2 separate regions of the Xenopus laevis genome follow, and region 1 is linked to region 2. A link is a contact called in public Hi-C data. All regions are on one chromosome and are shown on one strand. Each heading gives the region's core, a stretch centred on a gene start, on an enhancer-like site or on the middle of the called end of the contact. The rest is flanking DNA. Distances are from core to core; before and after follow the strand shown.

Evidence for each region. A called contact is a pair of places that touch in the nucleus more often than the background predicts.
Region 1: a Hi-C map of the XL177 cell line shows a contact between it and region 2, with 3 times the contacts expected there. The contact joins the promoter of flvcr1.S here to the enhancer-like site in region 2. A contact is called at or near these places in 2 of 4 Hi-C or Micro-C datasets (the XL177 cell line and the XTC cell line).

What each region holds. Positions count from the first base shown.
Region 1 is chr5S:17,119,084-17,124,083 of Xenopus_laevis_v10.1, forward strand. It overlaps flvcr1.S (feline leukemia virus subgroup C receptor-related protein 1), which reads right to left and starts at 2,521. Exons shown (of 10, transcript XM_018265000.2): 1 at 1,446-2,521. The coding sequence starts at 2,237.
Region 2 is chr5S:17,036,720-17,041,701 of Xenopus_laevis_v10.1, forward strand. vash2.S (tubulinyl-Tyr carboxypeptidase 2) reads right to left here. Exons shown (of 8, transcript XM_018264997.2): 8 at 2,182-2,731. The coding sequence ends at 2,659. Among protein-coding and RNA genes, the nearest start is that of angel2.S, 20 kb to the left of the region's middle. Within about 2 kb of position 1,447, at least 1 of the 7 cell types and tissues checked has an H3K27ac peak or open chromatin away from gene starts, as enhancers often do.

The DNA of each region.
Region 1 (5,000 bases), core at 1,271-3,770, 83 kb after region 2:
ACAATGCACTGTGATGGCTACAGCTCACGGAACTGGCACTGAGGCACCAAGCTCATGGTCCGGGGGGGAATAAAGTGACTCCCCCAAATAAGAGAAGGAGACCGGTACATTTAACCAAAGCCCCCAAGCAACTGATCCTGAACCTGGGAAGATTAGGAGCACCTAAGCCATCCTGTAGATCCTGATGTACTATATGGATAACCAACCCCCTACTGTCATTAATATAAGTCACAGAGGAGCCATGTAACTTTGAGGATGGGCACGGCACGTAGGATTGTGCTGTTTATAAGGATATCATTTACACTTTGATCCTTAGAGAAATGACCGATACTGAAAATATCCAAGCATTGTTATAAGCGGGCTCCTCAACTGGGCCCTTCTAGTCTTGAGGTAGTTGGTATGTCCTTTTTGTAGCACAATCAAGTCTTTGCTTTGACTAGTGTTACAGTACGGCAGAAAGGTCATGTGTCAGGTCCCCCAAGGCCCGTTTATAACATTGCTTGGATATTTTCAGTATAATCTACAGTTTGGTCATTTCTCTATGGGACCAAAGTGTAAATGATATCCTTATTATACACAATAGCCATGAATATCTTGTAAATTATATCCTTATAAACGGTGAGTTCTGATGTCATCAGTTATAAACGGTGAGTAGTGATGTCATTTCTGTCACATGACTCACTGAAACTTGTGTATTATAATAAATAAAGTACCCCCAATTGCAAATATGAGGATATTAGAAGTTACCTCGGTCTTCGCCTCGTCCTTTTATATGGTCATGAAACTCCTCAGTAATTTATAATATCCTTATATTTTACAAGAGGGGGTACTTTATTCACTATATAGACAACACAATCCCATGTGCAGATCTTCTGGGAGTTACATGGCCTCTGTGATTTATAATCTTTATAAATGACAGTAGGGGGGTTCATTATCCACTAAATATATATAGTACATCAGTGTCTACACGATGTCTTAAGTGCTCCTTGTCTTCCCTGGCCCGGATAATACTTATTATTAGGGATGCACCGAATCCGGTATTTGGTTCAGGATTCGGCCAGGATTCTGCCTTTTTCAGCAGGATTTGGATTTGGCTGAATCCTTGTGCCTGGCCGAAACCGGATCTAAATCTTAGTTTGCATATGCAAATTAGGGGTGGGGGAAATCAACGTGACTTTTCGTCACAAAACAAAGAGGTAAAAAAGGTTTTCCACTTTTGTCTTTCCGGACCCTTTTTTGCATATGCAAATAAGATTTGGATTTGGTTCGGTATTCTGCAGAATCTTTCATGATGGATTCGGGGATTCGGCCAAATCCCAAATAGTAGATTCGGTGCATCCCTACTTGTTAATACTTATTAGTAGCTGAGAATGAAAAAAGACACAGTTCCATCCGATGAAAACTTTTGGTAAAACAATGTCCACGCCAACCATGTCAAAACCTACCTGGTTGCCCAGTACTGCGGTTGCGCACGCCGTGGACACCTCCTTGGGGCCAAACCACACAGAGGCCACCTGAGAGGGCAACCCCAGGATAAAGACTTGGGCCACGGAGCAGACGGTCTGGGCGAACATGGTGACCCCGAAGAGGTCGGGTCGGACGCTGGCACACTTGAGCCAAGCTCCCAGGCAGTTGAGACCAGAGCCCAACAGGGCGGTGACCCTGAGCCCCTTGTTGTCCAGTAGCCAGGTGGCAGGGAAGATGAGGGGCACATAGACCACCATGTAGACCACAGAGAGCCAGTCGATCTTGTCGCTGGAGACCTGGTAGAATTGGGTGAAGATGGAGGTGATGATGCTGTACTGGATCCATTGATAAGCATTGAGCAGCGAGTACAGGCTGAACACCCCCAGGATCACAAACCTCCTGCGGTACAAGCGGGTCTCCAGGGGCTGCCCGGGCAGCATCGCCTCTCTCTCCTCCTCCTGCTGAGGCGGCAGTTCGGTGTCGGGGCTGCGGGGGAGATCACTGACTGTCATCTGCACGTCCCCATTACTGACAGGCGCCGGCACGTCCTCCTTGTCCAGAATGTGCCCGTTGTTGTTGTTGTTTTGATACTGCAGCGTTATCTCCGGAGACACCATGGGGCAACCAGAGAGTTTAACACTGAGGTGGGACAGACACAGGGAGTCACACACATGCCCCGTCAGCTGCACACACTGCACACACTGGGAGACAACTGACAGCGCTCGCTTACTGCACTGTCTCTTTAGACAAGTACACGGATGAGCCGGCATGTACCAGCCAATAGCAGCGCAAGCCTCACCCCGTCAGCCAATCACAACAAGCCCCTGAGGTTCATCCCTATGCTCATTGGATGGCGCTTCTCCGACTATAAGAAATGCTCCTCGGATAGTGTTCGGTCACGTGGCTCCGCTTTCCCTCACACTCGCCGGGGCTGTAATGGCTTCACAAGGATTTACTTTGTTTATCATGTGTATGATATTGTCAGCGTGCTCGGCGTGGAGTGTACAAACTGCTGCTGCAACACTGGGTGGAGTTCGCCTTTAATTTTGCATGCCTCCCAATATTTTGGAAACAGAAAGAGGGACAAAACAAATTAACCACGCCTACATATGTGGCCACACCCCCTATTTACCTTTTTATTTTACAAATGTGACAGGTTTTTGATAGTTTGAACACATTTCTGTGGTTTTTATACGTTACTAGAGTTTTGCTAATGAAGGTGACTTGCCCTTTAAACTGCAAATCACACTTTCTCCAACTAACCTGCTTATCTTAAATCGTTACAAAAGTATCTAAGTATATATTCTGGGCTCCCTGCCAAAAGCCAATTAAGTTTTAGTCATTTTTTTAAATCTTTTTCTGGCTGTTTAGTGCAGGAGATCAAAGAGAAAGTTGGGACATTTCAGTAATAATCCAGGAATGCTGGCTGAGCTGTCAAAAGCAGAACTGTCCTGTGAAAATCGGGACAGTTGGGAGGTATGAATTTTAACTTAGCTGCGCCATTCTTTCCAGCGCACATGTCTGGGGCCCCACAATGTCCCCAGTGAAACTATTAGCCCATTATTTACACCTGGCACTAGGGTTGCCACCTTTTCTGGAAAAAAAATACCGACCTTCCTATATATTTATCTTTTTTCCCTATTAATAACTTTGGGATCAGCCATCATTTTTACTGGCAACCCTACCTGGCACAGGGCACACAATGGCCAACATACACTTTATTTACTCTTCTCTTTATTTATGTTGTTACTGGGAGGTGACACAGACTTTTAATCCCAGATCCCCAGAGAATCCCAGTAAAGGTGGCTATAAACATTAAGATTTTTAAAAGATCTTTTCTATATCGTAAGACCAAGCTTATCTTGAAACGATCGTTTAAATGTAGATACTTCAACTAAAAAAAACATTTCATGCAATATTGTCTAGTTGAGGCCAGGAAAACTGTGGCTAGCTGCCTGATTGGCCCCAGTGCCAGGCCAGGTCAGACAGACACCCATAGGCAACCCGGCCGGCCAGTATAATCTCACCCCTGGCGCACAAACAGGCTCTCTTGAGTGCGACTTTACAACAGGGGAGCAGAATACTGTCGGGGACTGTACTACAGGGGAGCAGAACACTGCCAGGGACTGTACTACAGGGGAGCAGAACTCTGTCGGGGACTGTACTACAGGGGAGCAGAACACTGCCGGGGACTGTACTACAGGGGAGCAGAACACTGCCGGGGACTGTACTGCAGGGGAGCAGAACACTGCCGGGGACTGTACTACAGGGGAGCAGAACACTGCCGGGGACTGTACTACAGGGGAGCAGAATTCTGTCGGGGACTGTACTACAGGGGAGCAGAACACTGCCGGGGGGGGGAGCAGAGCACTGCCGGGGACTGTACTACAGGGGAGCAGAACACTGCCGGGGGGGGGAGCAGAGCACTGCCGGGGACTGTACTACAGGGGAGCAGAACACTGTCGGAAACTGTACTACATGGGACCAGAACACTGTCTGGGACTGTAATACAAGGGAGCAGAACACTGTCGGGGACTGTACTACAGGGGAGCAGAACACTGCCGGGGACTGTACTACAGGGGAGCAGAACACTGTCAGGAACTGTACTACAGGGGAGCAGAACACTGTCTGGGACTGTAATACAGGGGAGCAGAACACTGTCTGGGACTGTAATACAAGGGAGCAGAACACTGTCGGGAACTGTACTACAGGGGAGCAGAACACTGTCGGGGACTGTAATACAAGGGCGCAGAACACTGTCGGAAACTGTACTACAGGGTAGAAGAACACTGTCGGGGACTGTAATACAAGGGAGCAGAACACTGTCGGAAACTGTACTACAGGGGAGAAGAACACTGTCTGGGACTGTAATACAAGGGAGCAGAACACTGTCAGGAACTGTACTACAGGGGAGCAGAACAGTGTCGGGGACTGTAATACAAGGGAGCAGAACACTGTCTGGGACTGTAATACAAGGGAGCAGAACACTGTCGGGAATTGTACTACAGGGGAGCAGAACACTGTCTGGGACTGTACTACAAGGGAGCAGAACACTGTCGGGAATTGTACTACAGGAGAGAAGAACACTGTCTGGGACTGTAATACAAGGGAGCAGAACACTGTCGGGAATTGTACTACAGGGGAGCAGAACACTGTCTGGGACTGTACTACAAGGGAGCAGAACACTGTCGGGGACTGTACTACAGGGGAGAAGAACACTGTCGGGGACTGTACTACAGGGGAGCAGAACACTGTCGGGGACTGTACTACAGGGGAGCAGAACACTGTCGGGGACTGTACTACAGGGGAGCAGAACACTGTCGGGGACTGTACTACAGGGGAGCAGAACACTGTCGGGGACTGTACTACAGGGGAGCAGAACACTGTTGGGGACATGGGCCCATACTAGGAGTAGGTGACAGAGTAGCTACATGCATGGCTCCCTCCAAATTTGCCCCCGAGGCACCCGCCTCTTCTGCCTATTCCTAGTTCCAGCCCTGGAAACAGTTGGATACATTTCACTGTGAACAATG
Region 2 (4,982 bases), core at 197-2,696:
TATACAGAATGGGACTTCTACTCCAATCCAATAGTCTATTGGATTGGAGTAGAAGTCCCATTCTGTATATATATATATATAGAATTTGCAATGTATTCAGATGATTGGGGCAGAACACAGTGGATTCCAAGCAGCCATGCTGTATAAATCTAAATGACTGCTAATGAGCCACACAACGTGTATCTAATATGGCTGCTGAAGTGGAATACGTCTAAATATCACTGCTGGAAACCACATCCCTTATCCTCATTCAGACTCAAAACCAGTGGCCCAGAAGCTCTTGTTGGAGACGTTGGTTCACTCACACACCTAGGGGGTTATTTATTAAAGTCCGAATGCCAAAAACGCAAAAAAAATCCAACGTTTTTCTTTTACTATAAAATCCACATTTTTAGTGGAAAAAAAACTTTCGAAATTTATTAAACCCCAAGGCTGCAAAAAGTCAGAATCCGACAATCCGGCATCTCAGACCTGCTGAGGTTGTATATAAATCAATGGGAGAGGTCCCTATCCTATTTGCAAGTTTATGGGGTCTGCGCTGAAATTAGCCCGAAAATCGGAAAAAGTCTGACTTTTCAAAAAAAAAAAATCGTACGATTCAGATTTTTGCTCAATTTTTTTTTCGTGTTTGTCCCCGATTTCAATAAAATCATGATTTTTTTTTTTTAATAATAAATAAGGTCCAATTCTAGTTTGGTTGGACTTTTTTTTTTATTAAAATAATAATAAATTCAGACTTTGATAAATAAGGCCCTAACAGTCATTCTGTACGAAGGAAAAAGGAACTTGAAGCTGCTGTTATCTTGTTGCTATGGGCCCTTCTGGCATGGATGGAGTTAAAGGGGTGTTTACCTTTTAGTATGTTCTAGAATGGCCCACTTTTCAATTGGTCTTCATTATTTATTTTTTATAGTTTTTGAATTATTTGTTACCTTTTTCTAACTCTTTCTAGTTTTCATATGGGGGGTCACTGACCCCATCTACAAATCAAATGCTCTGTAAGGCTACAGATTTATTTTTGTTGGTATTCTTTATTAGTCATTTTTCTAGTCAGGCTTCTTCTATCCATATCACAGTCACCTATTCAAATCAGTGCATGGTTGTTAGGGTAATTTGGACCCTAGCAACCAGATTGATGAAACTCAAATAACTAAAAAAAAAACACAAATAATAAAAAATGAAAACCAATTGCAAATTGTCTCAGAATATCACTCTTTACATCATATTAAAAGTCTTTAAAGAATCATCCCCTGGGACAAATTCCCTGCAAGGCCTCACGGTAGAGTCCTACAGCAGGTCGGTTACCCGCCGAATACCCACAAATTAGTCGGGTTTCAGCCAAAAGCCCCCGATTCCTTGGCCGTGCTGTCTGGGTGGGTAACCCGGTTGGGTATCCAATAAAGGTGCGTGCTTGATCCCTCCCATCCTCCCTTGTGTTTCTTCCAGTTTTTAAAAAAATTTTGTGAAGATTCAGTGCCGGTGTGACGTCACTTCCGGGCAATTGTAACGTCACTTCCGGTTTCGCATGTCCCCTGGTCGGAAGGTTAGTTGGCCTATTGCGATTTGGGTAGCGGGAACATGCGGGGCAAATTGTGGGTTTCAAAAAATGGACCCGCGCAGGTCTCTACCTCACGGTGGGGGGAAATACAGATAGGTATATAAATACATCATTGAGTATATACATCAGGTGAGATCTCTCTCTAAGAGACTAGAATATGTAAAGATAAATAAAGGTCCGGGGCCGGATGTTATTCATCCCAGGGTACTTTGCCAGCTTAGCTCTGTGATTGCCAAATCTCTTTACTTAATTTTCCAGGATTCAATGACTGGCACAGTGCTGAAAGACAGGTGAATTGTGTGGTGCCGCTATTCAAAAAAGGATCCCGTTCTCAGCCTCAAAACTATAGGCCGGTTAGTCTGACATAGGCTGGTGAGATGTCTGTACGTAGAGTATGGGATCTATTGCATATACCCAGGGCCCCCGTGTTGCATAGCTTATGTCTCTTTCTCAGCTTCTTAGCAAGGACAAACCTCTGCCTAGTGGGGATCATTCTGCAAACAGACCACGGTGCCACCTTCTTATAGTCCAACACTCCCTCCCTATATCATACTGACACATCTCTGCTGGACATACACACCCACTGGGGAAGACTTCTTGGTTAAAAATGGATAAACTGGACGACAGGTGTGCTCAGCTTTATTAAAAGACTATTAGATAAACAGGAACAGTATCTTCCCCCTTCCAACAAGGAGTATAAACTATAATGGCCGTCTGGCCTCCGTGGCAGTCCCTTGATATATCCATGTCTGTATCCAGGCATCTATGTAGGAATTCCATGTCAATTCCCATCTTTCCCCACCAGGGGGCTCACTGACACTTTGCTTGCCAACTCTTCCTTAATTCCTTTGGCCTGGAACAAAGCTCGGAGAGGGATGCTGTGATTTTTAACTCCTTCGGACACACAAACGCACAACGCTGGGCGGCGGGATGGAAGGAGACAGGATTCTTCTCGAAGACGTTAAGCTTAGTATTAAAAAGTGTAAAAAGTCCTCAACGAGAGCATAAATAAAAACCTGGTGATAATAAATAGTCACAATCCTTACAAAAGAACAGGTGGGGGCGTGGGGAGAGGGTAAAGTGCAATCCATCCGGCAATATTAAATCCGGATCTGATAGCCGACGTCATTCAGGGTGCTCAGTTCTGCTGGTTTCTTGTCCATCGGGGCCGGCCTGGGAAAGACAAGTGAATATGGGTCATTAGCTTGCACCTAAATATAAGTAAAGGGATACTGTCATGGGAAAAAATGTTTTTTTCAAAATACATTGGTTAATAGGGCTGCTCCAGCAGAATTCTGCACTAAAATCCATTTTTTCAAAAGAGCAAACTGATTTTTTTTAATTTAATCTTTATATCTGACATGGGGCTAGACATATTGTCAGTTTCCCAGGTGCCCCCAGTCACGTAACTTGTGCTCTGATAGACTTCAGTGACTCTTTAGGGCAGAGACACACGCTGCTATTTCAGGAGATTAGTCGCCCAGCGACAAATCGATTCTTCTTCGGACGACTAATCTCCCCAAACTGACTTCCCTCTGGCTAGAATGTAAATCGCCGGTGGCATGGCACTCAGAATGCTTCATTTTCTGAAGTTGCCTCACGAAGAAACTTTGGGCGACTTCGGAATGCCAAAGCGATCCGAGTGCCATCCCGCCTATCAGCAGAACAATGGGAAGGTAACCCAATAACAGCTCCCTGGTAGATCTAAGAACAGCACTCAATATAAAAATCCATGTCCCACTGTGACTCCTTCAGTTACATTGAGTAGGAGAAACAACAGCCTGCCAGAAAGCAGTTCCATCCTAAAGTGCTGGCTCTTTCTGAAAGCACATGACCAGGCAAAATAACCTGAGATGCACCTACACACCAATATTACAAAATATTACAACTAAAAAAATACACTTGTTGGGTTAGGAATAAAATTTTACATGGTAGAGTGAATTATTTGCAATTACTTGTAAACTGTTTAATTAAGAAATAAAAACGACACCATAAAAATCATGACAGAATCCCTTTAATATTTATGTACGGGGTGCAGTGTCTCAAATAAGAATACTGTACATAGTGTCCATATCAGAGCCTGTAGGGATTCGTCAAATTTAAAAGGCCCATTCACATTTTACAGCACTGCTGCCTGGGAAAGCCTGCTCCTCATTCAACATAAGAAAAGAAAGAGAATGCAGAGGACTTTGAGGACAACAAAAGCCACCACCTTTGTGGAGAGGGGTGACAGTTTGTAAGACACCCCCTTAATGACAACAGTCTCTAACTTTGAATTACGGACCAGTACTTCTGTCCTTTTCAAAAAAACTAGAATTGGGTGCTCAAAGCGATACACAGCAGTGATTTTTTTTTTACCTTCTGCCGCCCCCAACCAGCAATATCTGTTAACCACACAGAGCTCGGGGGGAAAATACAAATCCCCAGCAGGCTAGAGCACAAGTAAACCACTATTTAACCCCTATTGGAGAACTACACACAGCATCAGATTGGAGTGGTGGACTCCTCCACTCACCGGTGTTGCACCCACAACCCCACCCTGTGCACATACCGTGTTCTTTTCCATTTTTTTTGCGTCTGTAAGCGGGGGAGGTAAGGGCACTTACTATTGTGTCAGGTGGGGAGCAGCTCTGGGTCGGCGGAACCCACCAGGTTATTTCCCGGTGCCCCACCAGTCCAGTCTGACCCTAAAGGCACACCCACAAGTGCCTGGCAGGTGGGTTATTGGCGGAACTGCATTTAGGTTGTCGCCAAATGAGCGGATATCTCCCTGATATGCCCACATTGAAGTGGGTGATATTGGGCTAATCCGATCGTGGGCAATTGGGCCCATCGATCGGATCTTAATGCATCTGATACGGGCGGTCAGATCGCTGGGCCGCATACACGCACAGATGTGGCCGCAATCTGATGGGATTTTTTAACCTGCCCAACTTTTCAGCCAGATATCGAACGGATGGCCCCACGCACAGGCCAATAAGCTGCCGACTCAGTCTGTCGGCAGCTTTTATCGGCTCCTGTATGGGGGCCGTAACTCTCCGATGTCACATGATCTGCTGAGGACTATGGTGCTCATATACATCTGCCCGGTATGTAGGTTTCCTAGCGTAGCAGCCAATCATATTTATATTTAAATTTTATACAGGGGGTTTGCTGCTGAGTAGTTGCCATGGGTAACTGCAGTGGTGCAATTTAGCACCTATGTAAGCAAACTGCATTCCGCCTGGGACTGTGATATCTTGCACTGACACTAAAAGTGCAAGCAGCTTTGTTTGGGGACACAAAGGACAAACAAACCCTATGCAATGCAATCATGCGAGATTCTTTCACAGACAAACGTAATCTCAGCAGACTCTGACTCTGAGTCACAATACTGATCACTTGCAGTTCCACAGCGGCACCCAGGGCTCTGCTAATAACTGCA